2 separate regions of the Lactuca sativa genome follow, and region 2 is linked to region 1. Evidence: chromatin contacts called from public Hi-C data. All regions are on one chromosome and are shown on one strand. Each heading gives the region's core, a stretch centred on a gene start, on an enhancer-like site or on the middle of the called end of the contact. The rest is flanking DNA. Distances are from core to core; before and after follow the strand shown.

Region 1 (5,276 bases), core at 2,461-4,960:
GCCATTTTATAGGCAACAACCTTATACCCACCTTATAGACCGGCTTCGTGAATGAGGCGTACTAGCGGTAAGACGACTTTGTTCTTATATATATATATATATATATATATATATATATATATATATATATATATATATATATATATATATATATATGTATATATAATTATTAAATCATAATAATATAAGTATAAGGGTTGAATTTTAACTTTTAAAATTCTAAGGGTTGGAACTAAAGTTTAACTTGACTTTACTTGTTCCAAAATTTGAGGGCAAGTTTTGTAAACTTTCAAAACTTTTCATTTCTTGTAACTTATGAGTTTAATAGAGTAATAAAATGAAGACTCTTCATTTTTTCTAACTCTTGTGTTCTTTTAATGGTTTTTAATCCATGTGACTTTTGGTTTTCCATAACTTGAGGACAAGTTATGGACTCCATTAAAACACATTATGATCAAAAATTAATCTACCACATAGGTTACAAATAATTCCTATGATCATCTAAACATCATAAGAGCAAGAACATTAATATGAACACTTTCATGAATCAAAATCACACTTAAACTTTGTAATTTTGATAACTAGTTGTTGTAAATGAATTAGCAATGACATTACACCATCTAAAACAAGTTTTCAAGTTCCAAAACAGTTTAGGGTAATGTTTCTAATCCATTTCCAGCAACTAAAGTCGAAAATCTGCACTCTGTCGACCCTACTCGCCGAGTGTATGAACCTACTCGACGAGTAGGTTGAAGATACAAGTGAACTCGACGAGTCCCCCCATGGACTCGCCGAGTCCAGCAGTCAGACAGCAAGTTTTTCGACTTTTTCCAGAATATTGCAACAAGTATCAAACAAACAAGCCTAGGCTCTGATACCACTGATGGGTTTTGATCATTCTAACACTTCCTAAGTGTACATGCAACCCTAATAAACCTTGGATCTATGTTTGTCTAAGATACATGCAAATAATTAATTTTCCAAGGTTTATATCCTAGCTAGCATGGCATGGGGAACATGAATCAAATAAAGCTAGAAGAAATACTTACCTTGAAGTTGTAGTTGATTGCTTGGAGTTTTAAAGCCTAGCACCAATAATGTGGATGCCTCAAGTGGAAATCACAAATCACCACAGACTTGGAACTTTGAGAGAATAGTAACTACTATCTTGAAATTTGCCCTCACCTCAACAAGTGTCAACTAGTATCATTTCAAGAACCAAAGCCTCCTTTATATAGTGTGGTGGATTAGGGTTACATCCCTAATACCCATGTCTCTTCATTTCCATGATATCCATGGGTTAAAGCTCCATGGAGTATCCATGGACTTTTCCATGCAAGCCTAGCCCATTCCAAATAAGCACTAGCCCACACTATATAAATATAGAAGCCCATATTTAATTAGTAATATCTTTGATCTCTAAATTAATCCTAGATTAATTATAGATCACTACTAATTAAATAATATGATCTTATATTAATATATTAGAACTTACAATATATTAATAAATCATAACTTGTACTATTCTCAAATATTATCCATAAATTGTTTGGGTGAAGTGCAACCCAAATGGACCATGCCGGGTCGGGTCAAGTACATACCAAATATAGTTATGAACTTAGACACTATATCCAACACCATGAATATCGCGAGTGCATTGGTTTAACCGAAGGGCATTACCACAAACTCGTAGTGACCACAACGAGTTCGGAATGCTGTTTTGGGGACATCATTATCATTAAATCGTAATTGGTGATACCCTGATCTTAGGTCGATCATTGAAAAGTAGTTGGCTCCTTGGAGTTGATCGAAAAGATCGTCTATTCGTGGAAGGGGGTATTGGTTCTTAATGGTAAGCTTGTTTAGTTCACGGTAATCTATGCACATACGGAAAGATACATCCTTCTTCTTAACGAACAGGACCGGTGCTCCCCGGTATGAGAAGCTCGGTCGAATGAATCCCTTACTGAGCAGTTCATTTAATTGGCTGGATAATTCCTGCATCTCTGCAGGAGCTAGGCGATACAGGGATCTGGCTACGGGGGTAGCTCTAGGAATCAAGTCGATTCGGAACTCGACTTGGCGTTCAGGAGGAACTCCTGGAAAATCTTCAGAAAAGATGTAAGGAAAATTACAAACTATGGGAATGCTCTCGAGGTCTTTTACTTCTTGTTTTTCGTTGATAATGTGGGCTAAGAATGCATGACACTCTTTTTGCATTTATTTTTGGGCTTTGATGCAAGAGATGATGCTAAGGTTCGTACTGGGTTTGTCGCCATAGATAACGAGGGTTTCGCCAGTTGGCAAATTAAGACAAACGCCTTTTTTGTAACAAAGGATATCAGCACGGTGTAGCTTTAACCAATCCATGCTGATGATAAAATTGAAGCTTTTTATGGAGACTGACATCAGGTTGATTGGGATAGAATAGTCATTTAGAGTGAGGGTACAGCCTAGGAATATGTTATTAGTGCTATCTTTATTCCCGTTATCCATCTCGACAGTGAAGGTTTCATTTAGAGGTTGTGGTTTTTGTTTGAGAAGGTGTTTGAATTTATGGCTGATGAAATTCCTCTCCACACCACTCTCAAATATTATGCATGCATAAGAGTTATCGAGAAGGAGCGTACCCGTAACTACGGTGGGATCCACTACTGCCTCCTCCTGGCCCATTGTTAGTACTCTTCCTGTATTTCCACCGTTCCTTGCTTTCAGGCAATCCCTCTTGTAGTGCCCGGTTTCACTACACCCATAGCAAGCTTGGCCTACTCCAGCTCCAGGGGTCTGGTTGGTTGGTTGTTTTAGCGTCTTACAAACGGGTTGTGTGCCCTTCTTGTTGCAATTGTTACACTGCATCTCACGGCAAGGTCTGTGATAATGGAAATTGCATTTGTCGCACTTCGGTAGGTAACCAACGTAACGACTGGGAGGTGTTGGAGCATTAGGAACAACAGCAGGAATGATAGCAGCGTGTACTACTACTATTTGTTCTTTCGTTGAGGGCTCTTGCGAAGATTGGCCCTTTCTTTTGTTCCAGAACTTCTTTTTACTGCCACTCTCTTTGGGCTGCCCAGTAATAGTTGTTGTGGAGTCTTGATGACCTCCATGATCCACTAGTGTTTGAGCCAGACGTTTGGCACTATCAAAAGTATGTGGATTGGCAGCTATAACATTTCCTTGAGTCGGGGGAGTTAGTCCCTAAATGCACCTCTCCACTTTCTTACTCTCCGGGGTGACCATCCCGGGACACAAAAGAGCCAGGTCACTGAATCTGGCAGTGTAAGCAGTGATATCAGAATCCTTCATCTTCATATTCCAGAGCTCCTGCTCTAGTTTTTGCATCTTGCCCCCTGGGTAGTACTCTGCTTGCATTAGTTCCTTCAAATCATTCCAACTCATAGAATTGGCAATTGGGAGAGTCAATGACTTGACTTGGTTATTCCACCAAGTGAGGGCTCTGTCTGTGAAAGTGCATGCTGCAAATTTCACTTTGCTAGATTCGGGGCACGCATAGATTTTGAATATTGATTCGGTCTTCTCGAACCAACGTGTTAATGCAATAACACCTCCAGTGTCATCGAAGGACTTGGGTTTGGCGTTCGTAAACTCCTTATAGGAACACTCCCCTGGGTGTCCCCGACTATCTCCATGGTTAGAAGGGTTGGCACCACTACTCGCCCCGCTAGTGCCACTTGCATTGATATGCGACATGGCGGAAGCCACTGCAGCTTCCACTGCTGCTCGGAAGACAATAGAGTCATAATGAGGAGGTGGTGACAGTGGTGGACTCGTTGGAGGGTTGTTTTCTCACTGTTGGACTTCTTTGGAAGCATCTTTCTCTATAATAATTTAAGAGAAAATGACGATAAGTCCTCCATAGTAGTCCTGAGTCAGGTGATAATGAACAAGATATATCCTATCCTGACTGTTACAGTTTTCTATTAAGTAATTTACAGTGGAAGTCTACTAATATAAGTAAACAATAGCTAACTTTGATTATAGCAACACTTTGTAAGGAACTTTCATAGTGTGACTCACACTAGGTCCCTCTATAGTTATCTAGTATATACAAATTATGTATAGTTATCAAGGCCTAAATGTTTTTGTTCTCATGTTGTAGGATCATAAAATACTCCTATAGTATTTTAATTTCATGTTTGGTTCTAGAATTTCTCTTGTATGTATTGTTGGTAAGTTTTAGAATTGTTGCAACACCACTATCACTCCCAAACACATGTTGGTCATATCTCAAGTAAATATAGTTGATCATGCTATATTTATTCCAGATATGATTGCATAACTGTCTAGGTTTGACTATTGTGTAGTTCTCCAATGTGATACTGTTTCTGGTATGTATGTATGTTTGTATACTTCTTATAAAATACTTAGATTTTAAAAGTATACTTTTAGTCAAAGCACTTCGGCCCTATTGTGTTTATAGTTGTATATCTTGTAAGGTTTGATATACTTATTTCACTATAAAAAATGTTATGATACAAATCTGTCACACCCCCAAACCAGAACAACGAAAACGTTTGGGGGCGGAGGACGTCGTGTACAGTATCACAACAATTGCATAATGGTAATCAGAGCAAACACAACCATTACATTGATAAAATATAGTATTCACATATGTTCGATACACAGTTTGTATGACATCAAAAGTATAGCAAAAGTATAAAAGACGCGACTCTAAGATCTCCGTCTTCCCAAAACATGTAGGTGTACCTGTCTACCTATTCCCTGAGAATACAAGTGATTTTGAAAGTTTATTAACATTTAATTTGGTGAGTTCATAAGTATGTTTTTGTAACGGACAACTTGTCTTTGATCTTTGAAAATGCTTGTATGTTTCTCTAGAAAATCCAATATATTCTTAGTAAATGTAAAGCAGTCTTAGGCCTTAACACCAAACTGTATGTTGTTACTGAACTCTGTAATCGTAAAACATAGTCTTATAGTAAATAAAACTATATTATGCATGTTCTTGAAGTTGTATGTTGTTTTATTACTTAAAATAAAACCTTATGTATGTATGCCTGGAATCCACCAGCAAAATGTATAATAGTGTACTGTAGTTTTATTATTTAAAATAAAACCTTTGAAGAATTGTTAATCCCATAAACAAATGTTTTAGTTTATATTGTTGTGAGTTTCATATAACCATGCTTGATATGACCTAGTGACCTCTACGACGTTCTTCAGGCGTCGAAATGTTATGATATTTGACGATCCAGGCCTGCCCGCCTATCTATAGCTAACAGTTCAGGTGTGGA
Region 2 (5,329 bases), core at 1,248-3,747, 170 kb after region 1:
AAGATCACTCACAAGAACAATATGTGGCCTAGGTTTTTGTTCTACAGCTCTCTGGAAGTGTTAGGGACAAAGGAGGCCAAGTTAGAGCGTTTAAATAGGGTGCAAACACCCGCGTTAGGGTTTTTGCCCAGACAGGGTCTACTCGCTGAGTCCACAACTTAGACCCCGCGACTTATCCCGCTTCTACTCGGCGAGTTGGTTCTTCAACTCGCCGAGTCCAAGGCCAAAAATGCAGTATTTAAAGAGTTAATTACAAAGAATACGTACCAAGAACCAGGTGCTACAGATTAAATGCTAATAACTTTATTCGATTTGGCAAGATAGGTCTCTTCTTACAAATATCTCTTCAAAATTGCTACAAACTAACTAAAGAACCTAAAATAACTCACATATGGTCCTTCCCCATAAAAATCTTTCCAAAATTAGTCCTAACTTAATTGTTCAACTCTTATTTTCCTTACTCTAGCTTTCATGGTCCCTTCCTCAACTAAGTTAGACTCCTTTTAGATGTTTCTATATTGATCATCACTCTCTTTCACTGTAGCTAAACCTCTCAATATGATTTAAGGATCCCAATATGAGTTAAGAGGCCAAAGAAGTGCGAATGGAAGAACCAGAATAAACGAACTCAAAAATAGCAGAGTCGAAAATGGGAAAAAACATCTTGCCGAACCGCGCTCCACCATGGGTCGTATCGTGTTTCTTGCAAAGCAGATCAAAGTTTTACCTTTATTTCTCATTTTGCCATCCAACTTGCAAATAAACGTAAAAAATGAATTCATTGACTTAATGGACTTCAAAAAAAGGTCATAAAAATTGAGTTGAACATAAGAAAGGATCCCTAATGGTTGATTTCCTTGGGATAAACATCAAAAATCTAATTACTACACAAACTTCACCTTGAAGCTCAAAGAGCACATAAAGCTTAATTTGCACCAAAATCACTATGTATGAAACATGGATTACAACCAAATGATCTAATACTAATATACAAACTTAAAACATACAAAAATCATGAAGTCATGGAAGCTTGGAACTTAATCCATGATTAACATTAAGCTCAAATCTTCACATGAACTACAAACAAGCTTGGCATAAACAACATTCCAAGAAAACTTTGATCATGGAGGGAAGAACATGGTTGATTCGTGAATGAGAAAGGAGGAAGAGAGAAAGGGATTAAAGTCTCATAACTTTATTCGATTTGGCAAGATAGGTCACTTCTTACAAATATCTCTTCAAAATGGCTCCAAACTAACTAAAGAACCTAAAATAAATCACATATGGTCCTTCCCCATAAAAATCTTTCCAAAATTAGTCCTAACACTCAAGTCTTATTTTCCTTACTCTAGCTTTCATGCTCCCTTCCTCAACTAAGTTAAACTCCTTTTAGATGTGTCTCTATCGATCATCACTCTCTTTCATTGTAGTTGAACCTCTCACATCTACTGCTACTGGTTCTTCCGATGCTCCTAACACTACTACTGATTCATCTCCCTCTCGTACGTGAATATTAACACATTGTTAATAGTTTAACGGTTTTATGTGTTGCTTTTAGAACAGTTAGTGTCCGCCCTAGTGGTATTGCCACCTTTGTATTTTTTTTCTTTAACATTATGGTATGGGTTCGACACAACACCTCCCCTTATTATTTTATTTTTTATGTCTCTATGTACAAAACTCATCCCACCCCAAATCCTGTGTCTCGAGTCCGCATTATCCAACATAAAACCCGCCATGCCTCAAATCTTAACACAAATAGGACCATACAACTTTTTATTTTAGTAGTACTCTTTTTTACAAATTTGTGCTAAGTTTTAAGTTTTCCAAAGAATTTTATCTAAACTATTTAAACAAAATTCCCTATCTATTTTCTACAATTATATATATATATATATATATATATATATATATATATATATATATATATATATATATATATATATATATATATATATATATATATATATATATATATATATATTCTAAATTTGGTTTTATTTTAAAATAATATTTTTTACAGCTTTTTTTACCATCTTATTTTAGCTAACCTAGTTTTACGAATTCATTTATATAAAATTAGTTATTTAAACATACTTTCATTTCTACAAACTGTTTAATATTTATTTCTATTCATGTTTTTTAAAGATTTTTTTTTCATTTTTACTAATTAGTTTTCTTATTTATTTCATAAATTCTATTTTTATACATACACGATCCTAAAAATTAATATTTTTGCCTTTTATTTTTGTGGACCAAAAATAGATTCTTATTTTTGGCGTATAGTTATAACTGATGTATAATTATACATACACAAATTTCCAGACTGATTGCACTTTGATATATTCATATATATTCTAACAAAATCAAATTTCAGAAAGCATACATTACGTAATAGTAAAGGCCCATGGTTTACCCCGCCCCTTAAGAGGAGGTAGCCACTAGCCTCTTTAACAGGTTCCCATGATTTCCAGCTTTCAACTGCCATTATTTTCCATCTTTAGTAAGCAAACCGCCAATCTTCTTTGTTTTGTGTCTGGTGGGCCTATCCCACTTACTAATAAAAACCATTTATATATTATATTATATATATACAGATGTCAGTATAATTGATTGCAGTAGAGGAGTACTTGCCTCTTTAAGCTGAGATTGTAGGTGTGGACCTGTCATACCAGTCTCTCCTTCGACACTTCTCCAATCGATTCAAGTGGATGATCGAGGTTTTTGGAGAACTGGGTCCTCGATTTTCAAGAATAGTGATGGGTTTTTAGTGGCGTTTTCACTTGATCCGAAAAAAAGTTCCGTTCTTTTTAACTGCTTGAAGCTGTTCGCAGTTTTCCTGTGAACTGTTAGTAGATTGCGAAGTTCAGGTACTTTCAGTCTCTTTCTCTCTTCTTTCACTTGATAGATGTTTTATGTTTTGACTTACAACTTTTACGGGTTTGTGGTTTGGGTACTGTTGATTTCTTGTTTATCGCTTACTTTATTTGTTACTGAATGTGTAATTCATGTGGGTAATCTACAGTTCGTGTGGTCAATTCGAATTAGGTCCATTTACTGTCTTATTCAATTCCAATTTTGATTTTATACTTTTGGGTTTTCGTAGCATGTTATATGGCTTTAAGATTGTCTCAACTTAAGTGCAATGATTCTGTGGGCCATTTCTTTTACCAAAAATAAACCTAGAAATTAAAGCAAAACAGAGGTTCAAGATAGGGGAAAATGGGGGTTTTATCAAGAAAATATCATGAATTGGTGTTTGCTCATTTCAAGATACGGGAAAACTGTTCTATTTACTTTATTTATATTACAAACATGGTTTTTGATTATCATATCGCTTTTCTGAGTTCCATCAGATAACATTTTTGGTCAAACAGCGATAATGGTAGTGATCTTTTTTCTTGGATTCCTCATCATAAATTGCAATATGCGCCTCAATTGCTTCTTTTCAATGGTGGGGTTTTCAAGATTTGTTTTTTTATATCTTTATAACTTATTTTTACACTGTATACTCGACTTCATTCAAGCATGTTATATCTATTATTAGCGGTGGAGTGTTAATTCAAGACAATACACTTCTCTCTCTTTTCAGTGATTTGATATTAGTTCCTCTGTTCTATATACAGATCTGATCACGATGTCTACATCAAGGCCAAATGATCAGTCTTCTACCAATTCCGCAAGATCAAAACACAGTGCAAGAATCATTCATCAAACAACAGTAGACGCGAAGCTCCACGCTGATTTTGAAGAATCCGGCGACTCATTTGACTACTCAACTTCCATCCACGTCACCAGCACGGTGGCTGGCGGCGAACAGCCTCGCTCCGACAAGGTAACCACCGCGTATCTCCACCACATTCAAAAGGGAAAACTAATTCAACCATTCGGATGCTTATTAGCCCTTGATGAAAAAACATTCAAAGTCATCGCCTACAGTGAAAACGCACCCGAAATGCTCACAATGGTCAGCCATGCAGTTCCCAGTGTCGGTGAAAATCCACTTCTTGGAATCGGCACCGATGTGAGAACCATTTTCGCAGGTCCCAGTGCTAATGCTTTGTATAAGGCGTTAGGCTTCGGGGAAGTTTCTTTACTAAATCCGATTTTGGTTCATTGTAAAACCTCCGGGAAGCCGTTTTATGCAATCATTCATCGAGTCACCGGAAGTTTGATCATAGACTTTGAACCCGTTATGCCTAATGAAGTCCCCATGACTGCTGCTGGGGCCCTCCAATCCTACAAACATGCAGCGAAAGCCATTGCTAGGTTACAATCACTCCCTAGTGGTAGCATCGAACGACTATGTGACACCATGGTTCAAGAAGTTTTTGAGCTCACGGGTTATGATCGGGTGATGGCTTATAAGTTTCACGACGATGATCATGGTGAGGTGGTGGCTGAGATTACGAAACCCGGGCTCGATCCTTACCTTGGATTACATTATCCGGCGACTGACATCCCTCAAGCTGCAAGATTCTTGTTCATGAAGAACAAAGTTCGAATGATTTGTGATTGTAGAGCAAAACACGTGAAAGTACTCCAAGATAAGAAGTTACCTTTCGATTTGACGTTATGTGGGTCCACACTCCGGGCCCCACATAGTTGCCATTTACAGTATATGGACAACATGACGTCCATAGCTTCTTTAGTAATGGCGGTGGTGATAAATGACATGAACGATGAAATCGATAGCCCCGATCCTCAAAAAAGAAAGAAGTTATGGGGATTAGTTGTTTGCCATAACACCACTCCAAGATTCGTCCCTTTTCCACTACGTTACGCGTGTGAGTTTCTTGCTCAAGTTTTCGCAATTCACATCAACAAAGAAATAGAACTAGAACACCAAATTCTTGAGAAGAACATCTTGAGAACACAAACGCTTTTGTGTGATTTACTAATGCGAGATGCTCCATTAGGTATTGTTGCACAAAGTCCAAACATTATGGATCTTGTGAAATGTGATGGAGCTGCTCTTTTGTACAAGAATAAAGTATACCGAATGGGTGTTAGCCCAACTGAATCTCAAGTTTTTGATATTGTCTCTTGGCTCTATGAATATCACATGGATTCAACCGGATTGAGCACCGATAGTTTATATGATGCGGGGTATCCGGGAGCTCTTGCACTTGGTGACATAGTTTGTGGAATGGCATCCGTGAGAATAACCGAAAAAGATATTCTTTTTTGGTTTAGATCGAATACGGCTTCTGAAATTAGATGGGGTGGAGCGAAACACGAGAAGGGTGAGAAAGATGATGGGAAAAGAATGCATCCTCGGTCGTCTTTTAAGGCTTTTTTGGAAGTTGTGAAAACAAGGAGTTATCCA

Evidence for each region. A called contact is a pair of places that touch in the nucleus more often than the background predicts.
Region 2: a contact with region 1 is called in a Hi-C map of leaf, with 7 times the contacts expected there. The contact joins the promoter of LOC111896415 here to the promoter of LOC111896416 in region 1. A contact is called at or near these places in 2 of 4 Hi-C or Micro-C datasets (both in leaf).

What each region holds. Positions count from the first base shown.
Region 1 is chr9:149,779,864-149,785,139 of Lsat_Salinas_v11, forward strand. It overlaps LOC111896416, which reads right to left and starts at 3,711. Exons shown (of 2, transcript XM_023892409.1): 1 at 3,209-3,711; 2 at 2,221-3,139. The coding sequence starts at 3,711. The coding sequence ends at 2,221.
Region 2 is chr9:149,952,152-149,957,480 of Lsat_Salinas_v11, forward strand. It overlaps LOC111896415 (phytochrome A1), which reads left to right and starts at 2,498. Exons shown (of 5, transcript XM_023892407.3): 1 at 2,498-2,870; 2 at 3,627-5,329. The coding sequence starts at 3,638.